Regions from separate parts of the Capra hircus genome. Here region 2 is linked to region 1. A link is a contact called in public Hi-C data. All regions are on one chromosome and are shown on one strand. Each heading gives the region's core, a stretch centred on a gene start, on an enhancer-like site or on the middle of the called end of the contact. The rest is flanking DNA. Distances are from core to core; before and after follow the strand shown. Region 1 overlaps CDH23 (cadherin-23). Region 2 holds the start of C28H10orf105.

Region 1 (5,663 bases), core at 1,300-3,799:
AGAAGTGCTCCACAGCCTCCCAGCGTGGGATGGCAGGGTCCAGCTTGTCATCCTTGGGCCAGTGCAGCCCAAGTTGTGTTTTTAGTATGCCACGTGTTTAAATAAAACAGAATTCTCTAGAGAAAGTGCACCAGCCATGGGCTCTCCCTGCAGGGAGCGTGGATGGCATCCTGCGCACCTTCGACCTCTTCATGGCCTACAGCCCTGGTTACTTTGTGGTGGACATCGTGGCCCGGGACTTGGCGGGCCACAATGACACAGCTGTCATCGGCATCTACATCCTGAGGGACGACCAGCGGGTCAAGATTGTCATTAACGAGATCCCCGACCGTGTGCGTGGCTTTGAGGAGGAGTTCATCCGCCTGCTCTCCAACATCACCGGTGCTATCGTCAACACCGATGACGTGCAGGTACCCTGAGGAACTTGCTCTGGGTCTAGGGGCAATGGAGCAAGAAGAGGGGCCAGGACAGGGACAGAGTAGTGCAGAGAGATTGGGGTGTATGAAAGGGATCAGTCATTTCTTAGCTGCCTGAGCATGGTCCTTCTAGCTCTCTGGGCCTGTTTCCCCCTCTATAAACTGGGGCTAATAATAGTGTCTGGCCCAGTGCAGTTCAGTGGTCAGCCTCGAGCTTGACCCTTGGTGAGCATTCAGTAGTGCTGGGGTTTGGGCAGGGCAGGGCAGGAGGGGCTGCTGGAAGAGGCCTGCCCCTCACATGCCTTGCTCCTGCCACGCCTCCCATGATGCCCTTCTCACCCAGTTCCACGTGGACAAGAAGGGCCGGGTGAACTTTGCACAGACGGAGCTGCTCATCCACGTGGTGAACCGCGATACCAACCGCATCCTGGATGTGGACCGGTGGGTGTGCGTCTGTGCTCAGCTGTCTGCTCCCTGCCCTGGAGTTGGGTCTGTCAGCCTGCCCTGACCCTGGAGTTTGGGAGCAGGGTAACACCATCATGCCTGCTGTATGGGAGGCTCTCACCCAGGGGTGGGCAGGGCAGGTAGAGAGAAGGTGTATGAACAGAGATCCACCCCCTGAGCCTTACTCTTCCCATGTGTGAAATGGGACTATTACAGCAATTGTGAGGATCAAACAGGATCTTATGTGAAGGGATGGTGAAGCTGTAAAATACAAGGTTATCTAAGCTGGGTGGGCCTGAATCTCACAAGGCTTGGTGGGGGGTGAATTTGGGGGCAGACTGGCCTGAGTGGGACGAGCTCTCGAGGAATGGCTGATGCCTCTGCCCCCTCGCCCAGGGTGATCCAGATGATCGACGAAAACAAGGAGCAACTAAGGAATCTGTTCCGGAACTACAACGTCCTGGACGTGCAGCCCGCCATCTCTGTCCGCCTGCCCGATGACATGTCCGCCCTGCAGGTACCCCAGGTGACACCTACCCCCACAGTCCCCGTGCTGCCCTGGGTGCTCTCACCCACTCAGGCCCGACCCTGCTCCCCTAGATGGCGATCATTGTCCTGGCCATTCTCCTCTTCCTGGCTGCCATGCTCTTCATCCTCATGAACTGGTACTACAGGACCGTGTGAGTGACCCCTACTGCCCTGCCCTGAGACAGGCTGACTGCAGACAGTCACGGAGGCAGGCAGGGCCATTAGGCCCTAAGGTGCCAGTCCAGCCCCAGCTTCCTTCACCAGCCCCTCTGCTTCTTTCTAGACACAAGAGGAAGCTCAAAGCCATTGTGGCTGGCTCTGCAGGTAAGAGAGGGCTGTGATGGGTGGGGAGATAGGAGGGGCCCCTGAGGGCCTAGAGTGACCGCCAGGGCCTCACAAGGCTGGCTCAGGCCCAGCTCCCCAGCCCCAGCAGGGTGTACCCCTCTACCTCACACCCCAACCCTTCTCCTACAGGGAATCGTGGCTTCATTGACATCATGGACATGCCCAACACCAACAAGTATTCCTTCGATGGGTGAGTGGGGTCCCTGAACCCTGCTGGGTGCACTTTAGGGAAACTCCATCCCCACCCTGGACCAAACTGGGGTAAAGTCTCTACTGCCTCTCAGGCCCTGAGGGCATCATGGACTGGCTGAAACCTGGAGTGTGGGTGCCCCCTGCTGGCCCAAACACCCCTCTCTCCACCCTGACTTGGGCTCCCCAACCTGATTGGGCCTCAAGTTCCAGGGAGGCATGGGTAGCGGGTGCAAGAGGAGGCCTCCACACCAAAGCCAATCCAGATGGGGATGTTGTCCTGGTTCTTGTGGGATCTTTGAGGGGAGGATGCACCCACAGGTAAGGGGCATTTCTTACCACCCTCAACCCCCAGTCCTGTGACAAGATATTGCCGAGGAAACGGTGGGGGCCCATTTCCCTCAGGCATCAAGTGTCCATCCACTCCAGCCTTCCTCTCTCAGCCTTCCCCCAACCCCACTCCATCTGCAGGGCCAACCCTGTGTGGCTGGATCCTTTCTGCCGGAACCTGGAGCTGGCCGCCCAGGCTGAGCACGAGGATGACCTGCCAGAGAACCTGAGTGAGGTCGCTGACCTGTGGAACAGCCCCACCCGCACCCATGTGAGCCTGGGCCAGAGCGGGCGGGGACATGCGCGTGTGCACACATGGACACGTGTGTGTACGCATGTGTGTACACGTGTGCGTGCCGTCTACTCCTGCTCCAGCTAACGCCTCCTCTCCCCAGGGAACTTTCGGGCGAGAACCAGCAGCGGTCAAGCCTGACGATGAGCGGTACCTGCGGGCTGCCATCCAGGAGTATGATAACATTGCCAAGCTGGGCCAGATCATTCGGGAGGGGCCCATCAAGGTGAGTCGTCCTAGCAGCCTCCTGCACCCAGACCCCTGGCTGGGCTTGGACTCCAGGGGATGCAGGGACGGGAAGGGTCCTGGGAAACAGCTTCCTCCACCTCTGGGGCCTCAGCTAGACCCGCCCTCTGGGGGTCAAGAACAGAGAGCAGCCCTGGGCTGATGAGCTGCTTCAGCCCCAGTGGCCTCAAGGCCAGGACTCCGGTGACAATGGGTCCAGCTGGCCACTGTCAGCAGGCTCTGCTCCCACCCTCTACCCTAGGATCAGACGCCCAGAGTCACCTTCCATTACCCCCACCTGTCAGGGGAGAGAGTAGGGGGTGGGGCAGGAAGGGGAGGGCCTTGGTGGGGGTTAACCCTCTCCCTCCCCCAGGGCTCGCTGCTGAAGGTGGTCCTGGAGGATTACCTGCGGCTCAAAAAGCTCTTTGCACAGCGGATGGTGCAAAAAGCCTCCTCCTGCCACTCCTCCATCTCCGAGGTAGCGGGTGGGCTGGGAGCTGTGTGCTGTGCCCCAGCCCTGGGGGTGCTCTCTCCCTCCCTCTCTTTCATCCTCCTCGGAGTCTCTGAGATGCAGCTAGGACCCAAGACTGCAGTGGGTGGGGGTCCAGGGCGTCAAGACAGTTGGGTTCTGCTCTCTGGACTCTGCAGTGGGCTTTCCCAGGGATGGGTGGGTGCTGAAGCAGTGTTTCTCAGATCTGAGAAACCCCAAGAAGGTATCCTTGAGAGAGGATGTCAATTTTAGAAACTGACTGCAGTGCCATGCCAATCACTTTAAACAGTCAGACTTTATCTAAAAGATTCAGATTTCCAGCTGGGCCAATATTCCCCACTGCCAGAGGTGAAAACAGAAACGCTCCATTCAGGACAGAAGCACCATTCGCTATCTCTGCTGGACCTTACCAGTCCCCTCCAGGTTCCACTGTGGACACTTCCCACCTGCCACAGTGAGAGCTGATCCTGCTTGAGGCCAGCCCACTAACAAGCCCAGGTTCCACAGTTGCAGTCACAGGATCTTCATAGGCCTCAGAGTGAATACAGGAACTTACACAGATTCTCACAGGAACCCCATGCTCTGCAGAAACACACCTGCATCACCAGACGCATCTATGGTTCTCCTTTGTACCCAGTTTGAGCAACATGGTCATAGGCTGCGCAGGCTTCTGTGACACAAGCCCCAGGGTTCCTTGTGTGCGGTAGGGAGAAAACAAGCCCGTAGCAGGTAGGACTCTGGGGCCATCGACCTGCACACGGGCAGGCCCTGAGCATATGGGGGTCCCGGCCTCTTGCAGCTGATCCAGACCGAGCTGGAAGAGGAGCCAGGGGAGCGCAGCCCTGGCCAGGGCAGCCTGCGTTTCTGCCACAAGCCGCCTACCGAGCTCAGAGGGCCAGACGGGATCCATGTGATGCACGGGAGCACGGGCACGCTGCTGGCCACTGACCTCAACAGCCTGCCCGAGGATGACCAGAAGGGCCTGGGCCGCTCCCTGGAGACACTGACGACAGCCGAGGCCAGCACCTTCGAGCGCAACGCCCGCACAGAGTCCGCCAAATCCACACCCCTGCACAAGCTTCGCGACGTGATCATGGAGAGCCCCCTGGAGATCACGGAGCTCTGACTAGATGCGGGGAGCCCACCTGGTATGAGCAGCCCAGCGCCCCCCAGGGCCAGAGCAGGGGCAGGACCTCCAGGGTGCGGGCCTCTCCGGGGGGCAGCTATGGGCACACAGCCTTGGGCTGGCCCAGCAGCAGGGCCTGCCTCAGCTGCTCGGATTCCACTTCTGCCAGACGCTCATTCGGCATCTGATCTCTACCTTCATAAAATGTTATTTTTTTAAGAAAACCAAACAAATGGTAAGCATCTAAGGATGAGATAAGGAGGGTCACCGAGAGCCCAGGAGTCTGATCCACCTTGGCCTAGGCTGAGCTGAAAGAGGCCAAGCCGGCCCTCTCCCCTCTCCCACCCCAGCCCTGTCCCCTCAACCCTAGCCCCACTGCACAGGAGCTCAGCGCAGGCATGCCCTGCCTGGCCTTGACTCTTGGACTCCAGTTCAGTCCCAGCACATTTCTGCCACATCCCTGACTGGACATGCAGATGGGGGCAGGGAGTCCTCCCTGTCTCCCTACACGGACACAGTCAATGTCAGCCAACAGCACTCTCTCCATTTCACGGGCTTCCCAAACGTTCCTGGTTCATAAAGAGAAAATGACTGATGTTCCCTTGGGTTCTGAATGCAGAATGTTCGTGTGTATCCCCCTTTTAAACTAAGTTATTCCCTCAATATTTTACCCTTGGTTTTGTTCAGTTGGTGCGCACTGAACGTCTCTGGAATGGTCTGAATTTTAAAAAGAAAGGCAACTCCCAAGGAACCAGCATGTTGCTCTGGTGAACTTACCCGCGGGACCGGGCTGGCGCGGGGGGCGGTGGCGGTGAGCACGGGCCAGAGCCGGACCCATCTTCGGGGGCTCTCCCTGGCCACTGGCCGCCACGGAGAACCAGAGCTGGGACTTCATTCCTGTGGCCAAACGGGGCCTGAGGACTGCTGCGCACTTACAGGTTCAGAGCCTCAGGAGCCCTTCAGAGGGCAAACTCTTCTGGCTGAGGTATCACACACACTCAGGCTCTGGTTGACAGACTTTATTGTTAAATCACAGAAACTTTAGTGCAAAACAAACCAAAAAATCATTAAGTTCATTTAATAGCAACCGCATGTCCTCTCTCCTGGCAACCGGAAGTGGCACAGAAGATGCAGCCAAACGGGAGAGAAGGCAGGGCGGCAGCCGAGGCCCCGGGACAGCACACCCAGCAGACCTTTTCTACCTGGAAGCCAGAGGCTTAGGAGCTTGTCATCCACATTTATTGACAGGTCAAAAAGAACGTCTACAAGATGGGGGCC
Region 2 (5,663 bases), core at 934-3,433, 96 kb before region 1:
CTTGCAGCCTGAGGTGCCTGGTTCTGCCCAAGGCAGGAGGGTCTGTGGATGGAATTGGAGGACACCCCTGTCACATCTTGGTAGATTCCGTGCAGTCGCAGTCGTGGTTGTCCTCTCTGCCCGGCAGGGGGCGCCGGGGGGCAGGCCGGCCTCGGCGGAAGCTGTGCAGGGAGCGGCGCAGCGAGCCCAGGCGCTTCCAGAGGCGGAGCTGGGGCTCGCTGGGGCTCCCTGGGTGGTGGGGCATGCACTCGCGGGCCCGGCGGCGGCTCGGGTCCAGTGCCCGGGGCTTGCAGAGGGTCATGAACAGCAGACAGGTGGCCAGCAGAAGGAAGATGCAGGCCAGGGCAATGAGCACGGGGATGGGGTCAATGGCCTCTGAGAGCCTCCCCGGAGTGGCTGGAGCTGTGAGGAAGGCGAGGGGGCTGGGGCCCTCTGTGTTCATGGCTCCTGCAACAGGAATGAGACAGGAGCAAATGCGCTGCATTCAGGACTGGAGGGGGAGGGGGCTTTGATGGCTGCTGGGCACTGCGCTCATTTTCCAGGTGAGAACAGTGAGCCTGGGAGAGGCAGCAAGTCTAAAGTCACATAGCGGGAGAGTGATGGGGCTGGGCCTGAACTCAGATCCTCCCTCTGCTACAGTCCCTGCCTGCCTGTCACAGAGGAGGCAGGAAGGGTAATGCCTTCTGGCATTTTAAAGTCAATTCTCATGAATCACAACAGAGTCTTGGGATCTAAGACCAATCCCCTCCCTAGCTTGCTCTGTGACCAGGAACAAACCATCAGTTATAGCTGCAGAGGGCAAGGATCCTAGCAGTTATCTGCCACCAAGGCTACAAACTGGTCGAGTTCTTACAGTGCTTTTATAAACTTAAATTAATTGTGGATGTTTTTAAAAAAAAAAAAAAAAAAAAAACGAGGTTTCACTTAAATATCTGAACACCTGGCTTCTCTTGAAATTTCAGAATTTTAGCAATAGCAACATGGGGCCCATTGCTGCCGGCCCCCAGGGGCTGGGGCTGAACAGCAGCTGCCCAATTTAGACGGGGTGCTGGCCCCCAGCTCACTACACTCCCTGCCCTCCGGCTCCCTACGCAGCTATGTTACCCACCTGACCCCCAGGGGAATTCCTGTTGGTGCTTCCCAAAGAAGTCCAGCCTGCTCCAGAGACAAGTGAGGAAACTGAGGCCCAAATAAGGGGCAGCCAAGCCCAAGGCCACACTGTGAGCCAATGGCCAAGCTGAAGCTAGAACCAGGGTCCCCAACCCCTGGACTGGTGGCATTGCCACCCTGCTGGCTCCCAGCCCTCTCCCAGGGCTTCCTGAGAACAAGTGGGAAAGAACCCCCAGAGAGCAGCCCACTTGACAAGGTGGGGCTGGAAACCCCCAGACATAGTCATCCATTACCACTTAGGATCATCCCACTGGTGGGGGGTTGGGGGGGGGTTGGCGGCAGATTCCTTATAGCTAGCAAATCAAACTGAGCTCTTGGTTGCAAATTTACATAGTTAGAGACCAGCTAGTAGATAGCATGTTACCAGCAGGACAGGTGGGCAGGTCTACCTGAAGAGTGGGGACAGAGGGGCCTCAGCTGAGCTGACAGAATCCCAGAAGGCAGGCCACTGTGATCCCTCTTCCAGATTCCCAAGAGAAGCCAGAAATCTGGACTTTTTTAAGGCAAACTTCCCTGATGTTGAAGTGTTGCCACCTAATTCAAATCTGGTTGAATCCCCTCTGGAGAGACAGGGGGGGGCAAAAAAGATACTGCAAAGGCCAAACAAACTTGATTTTTTTTTAAATCCAAATAAATTTTCAAATATTTAAAATACTACGAATGGGCCAAACAAAATACATAAGGAGGCCACATACAGCTTGCAGGCCAACATTTGTGATCTTTGATTTCTACAAACACAGGATAGGAAATCCAGAAGGGGGTTTAATAAGAAATAATCATTTGTTTCTCTTTGACCTTTGAGACTTTCGTGACCTAGAGGATAACAGAGTTCTCTCCTTTTCCTAAGTCACAGCCTAGTCTAACTTAGGCAAGTCGTAGCACCAACACTAGGGAGGAGGGAGGGCTTTCGGTTATACTGAGACTCTGCCTGTGGGCTGCAGAGCCCACCAAGTCAGCAGGAAGTGGGAAATGGAGAAGGGGCCCCCCTGGCCCACACCCTCCCGAGCCGCCATCGCCACACCAGGTACTCACCAACAGCCGCAGGACCTAACTCTTGGCTCTCTGTGCCCAGCCTCCTCTGCCTGCGGCCTCCCCTGTGCCCAGGGACTAAGGGCATCCAGTGCACCCCACCCCCTACCCCCACCCAGTCCCCACCACCACTCCTTCCCAGCATTTCCAGAGAATGACCCCTCCCAGCTCCCAGATGGAAACTTTGATGCCCATCTAGCTGCCTGGGACCTCCGCCTCTTAGCATCAGGCCTAGAGAGTGTGCTGACCAGGCCATATGTGGGTTGGCCCTTCCTTGAATCTGGAAGGGAAGAGGGATGGGGTGTGCCCACTGCCATGGCCCCTGGGGAGAGAACTGCCCATCCCTCCATCCTCCCCAGGGAAGCGCTTGGCTGGGAGTAAGAAAAGGGCAGTCTGAAGTGAGGGAAGTCACAGCCCTGCTAGTCCTGATGCTATCTCGAGACCTCCGCATGGACCTGGAGACCCTATCAGGCTAGCAAAGCAGGTCCAGGCTTCAGTCCGTGGGGCAATGCTTTGAAAAAACATGTGAGGCTAAATTGGCATTGGAGTATTTTCTTTGGGAGCAGGAGATTCCCGAGTGGTTGAAAATATCAGGCCATCCTTCCAGGGAGGTGCGGCAAGACTGACTGCAGGGCCCCCGGCTGCCCTGTCTGAGCAGCCAGCCAGGGCCAGTGGTTCTGGGGAAAGGAGGCCTCTGTCAGACCAAGGCTAGGAATGATCTCAAGAGCAGCTGAAGCCTCTCCCTGCCCACTGGAGCCCCAGGCATGCCTGCAGGCCTCACTTTGGACATATCTCTGCAAGCTCAGTCTAGAACCTTCTTTCTTCATTCAGAGCTCCAAGAGCAGGGCCTGCTGTGATCAGAGGGGACTGACCTCAGCACATCTTTTTGGGTGGCCTGAGACTAACCACTGCTGCTACCTGGGCCTAGGTTCCACTCGCTACGAAAGCAGAGGGATTCCCCATGTCTGAGCACATGCGCACATCCTCCCCACAGAACCCCAGGCAGCGTGCTGCCCCACTTCCCTGCAGGCCCCAGCACTGACCTCACAGCCAGCCCTCGGCAGTCTGCAGCTGGGCGAGAGGTCTTCTCAGCTGTTCAAGGGAGGTCCCGGGAGCACTGGTCGGCTCTGTGACCCCCACCTGCCCTGGGCTCTGCCTGTGTCCCTCAGCCAGCCAGGCAGAGTGGCCCTCACCCCTCACTCTCCAGTTAGACCTGGCTTTGTCTGGAAGAGTCTGGGCCCTCCCTGGGGGGAGGGGAAAGCCAGGAAGGTCGAGATGGCAACTGGGCTGGGAAGAGGGAGCCTCATGGAGGAGTTGGGCGCTCTGAGCCTTCCCACGGCCTTCACTGGCTGGTCTCCTTGGAGCCCTCTGGAGGGGCGGGGGCCCTTGGGGGGAACGCAGAGGGGAGGGTCTCTCTGATTCTGTACCCGAGGCTCTCACCTTCCCCTGCTGGACGTTTGAATGGTATGGTCGGGGGCAGCCAGCGGGTTGCTATTCAGTGCCTGCCAGCCTCCAGGTTACCGGGGAGAGGGGCTACAAGCCACGCGGTGGGAGGGGACCGGGCAGAGAGATGGACCCTGGCAGCCCCCAGGCCCCCCTCCCCTTAGCTTCCCAGAAGAGCACCTTCCTTTTGAGGGTATCTGGCTGTAGAAGTGAGGGGGAGAGGCATTTTCAAGTCAGAGAAATCACAGGGCAGAACATAGAGGATTGAGACTTCTAGGGCTTCACTCCTTGTAGTTTGAGGGAGCCCTTGGAGACCCCCAGGCGGTGGCTACACGCAGGCACGCACATACACACGTGCACACATACACTCCCCACCCCGTCCCCCCCACTCCCAGCCTCCTCTCCTCCTGGAGGCCAGCACTTCCCTGGCAACCAGCCTGCTTAGAAGCCTAAGTCTTCAGCAGCTTTCCCATCAAGGACCCCCAAGCTCCCAGATAGGGGGAGTTGTGACTCTGCCCAAGACCTGAGCCTGGGGTCCACCTGCTTTTCGGGGAGCCTGTTTTTTTGACAAGTAGCTCAGATGGTAAAGAATGTGCCTGCCAATGAAGGAGACCTGAGTTTGGTCCCTGGGTCGGGAAGATCCCCTGGAGAAGGGAATGGCTACCCACTCCAGTACTCTTGCCTGGGAATCCCATGGTCAGATGAGCCTGGTGGGCTGCAGTCCATGGGGTCACAAAGAGTCGAACATGACTCAGCGACTAACACTTTCACTTCCTGCCCTTTGCCCTTGACAACAGAGAAGCATCCTCTGCATAGTCCCAAGTGGGTAGGATTATGAGCGTCCGTTAGGTGACTGAGGGGTCGTCTCATCCAGCCCTGTCTTCCAGATAATGAAACTGAGATCTGAAGCGGTGCAGCCTGGCCAGGGTCCCCCACCTAACTAGTGGTGGGGACTTGGTGTTTTCCTGAAAAGGCTGGGCAGGCGTGGCACCGGCATCTGGCACCCTGAGCCACATCAGCCTAAAGATGTCCCCAGTGCTCAGTGGGCCTGCTGGATGCCTGTAGCTTACACCTCGCTGCCGAGGTCCAGCCTCAGCAGAGTCCAGGGATATCCTCAGGATGGACGACGTCGGCGAATGAAGAAAGATAGATAAAGAGATAAAGAAAGACACACGGGGTGACCAAGCTTCTTCGAGCGAGGCCCATTTACTTTATTCTTCTTGGGGCTTTTATACCCTGAGTTATACATACAGCAAGGTGAAAAATGCAGAGTCAACTCACCACTCCATCAGTAATAACTTTTATCGATATCAGGTTCCTTCCTGCAAAAGTCTTTTTTTGTACATCATCTTCTATTCTGGAGGCCTGTTGATATTCCATGACCTCCTTTTGATAAAGGTTGGTCAGCTGGGACACCAGAACAATGATTTTCCCTTTAAGTGTTTCTTCTTAAATTCTTAGCCTGCATCACCCTTAAAGTACAGAGTTACATTTTTATGGAGCAAAGATTCAGAGGGTTACAGCAAAGAAAGAACTTATTAACTCAAAGTCTAATGTTGCTAATGCTAAGGCTATTACTTGCTTCTTCTACATCCTGACTATATGCACTCCCAGGAACACAATGGATAAGGGATGTGAGAACTTGGCAGCAAGCATTGCATAGGCTCAACAATGTTGCAAGAGTCTGGATAAAGCCACCAAGTAAGCTAACAAGGGGAATACTAACAAGGGGTTTGGAACACTCCTTTCATGCCCAGGAGATTTATCAACAAGTTAACTCTTTTGGTCAGAGACAGACCCCTACTAATGTCAGAAGAGCTGGTGAAAGACGTAAAATAATAAGACAGATTCTGGTTTGGGGGTAGATGCTCGAGTAAGTTCAGGGGGTCCCTTGAGTCCTGATCTCACCTTTGCCTATCAGGCCTCTTCCTCATGACCTTTGCCATGGGTGGGATTCTCCACGCTGGCTCCCAGCACCTCGCCCTTCGGTGAACCTTTCACTTTCTCTTCCTATGCTGACA

The links. Hi-C and Micro-C count contacts between places; a contact is called where the count stands out from the background.
Region 2: a contact with region 1 is called in a Hi-C map of blood, with 2.9 times the contacts expected there. The contact joins the promoter of C28H10orf105 here to the enhancer-like site in region 1. A contact is called at or near these places in 3 of 5 Hi-C or Micro-C datasets (all in blood).

What each region holds. Positions count from the first base shown.
Region 1 is chr28:17,658,582-17,664,244 of ARS1.2, reverse strand. CDH23 (cadherin-23) reads left to right here. Exons shown (of 69, transcript XM_018042178.1): 60 at 154-410; 61 at 760-857; 62 at 1,257-1,377; 63 at 1,461-1,540; 64 at 1,672-1,712; 65 at 1,863-1,923; 66 at 2,394-2,523; 67 at 2,648-2,770; 68 at 3,143-3,247; 69 at 4,059-5,663. The coding sequence ends at 4,385. It overlaps PSAP (prosaposin), which reads right to left. Exons shown (of 14, transcript XM_018042181.1): 14 at 5,390-5,663. Among named protein-coding and RNA genes, the nearest start is that of PSAP, 36 kb to the right of the region's middle. Within about 2 kb of position 2,549, at least 1 of the 5 cell types and tissues checked has an H3K27ac peak or open chromatin away from gene starts, as enhancers often do.
Region 2 is chr28:17,754,496-17,760,158 of ARS1.2, reverse strand. It overlaps C28H10orf105, which reads right to left and starts at 2,183. Exons shown (of 2, transcript XM_018042150.1): 1 at 2,168-2,183; 2 at 71-447. The coding sequence starts at 2,183. The coding sequence ends at 71. The region is part of intron 27 of CDH23 (cadherin-23); the gene reads left to right.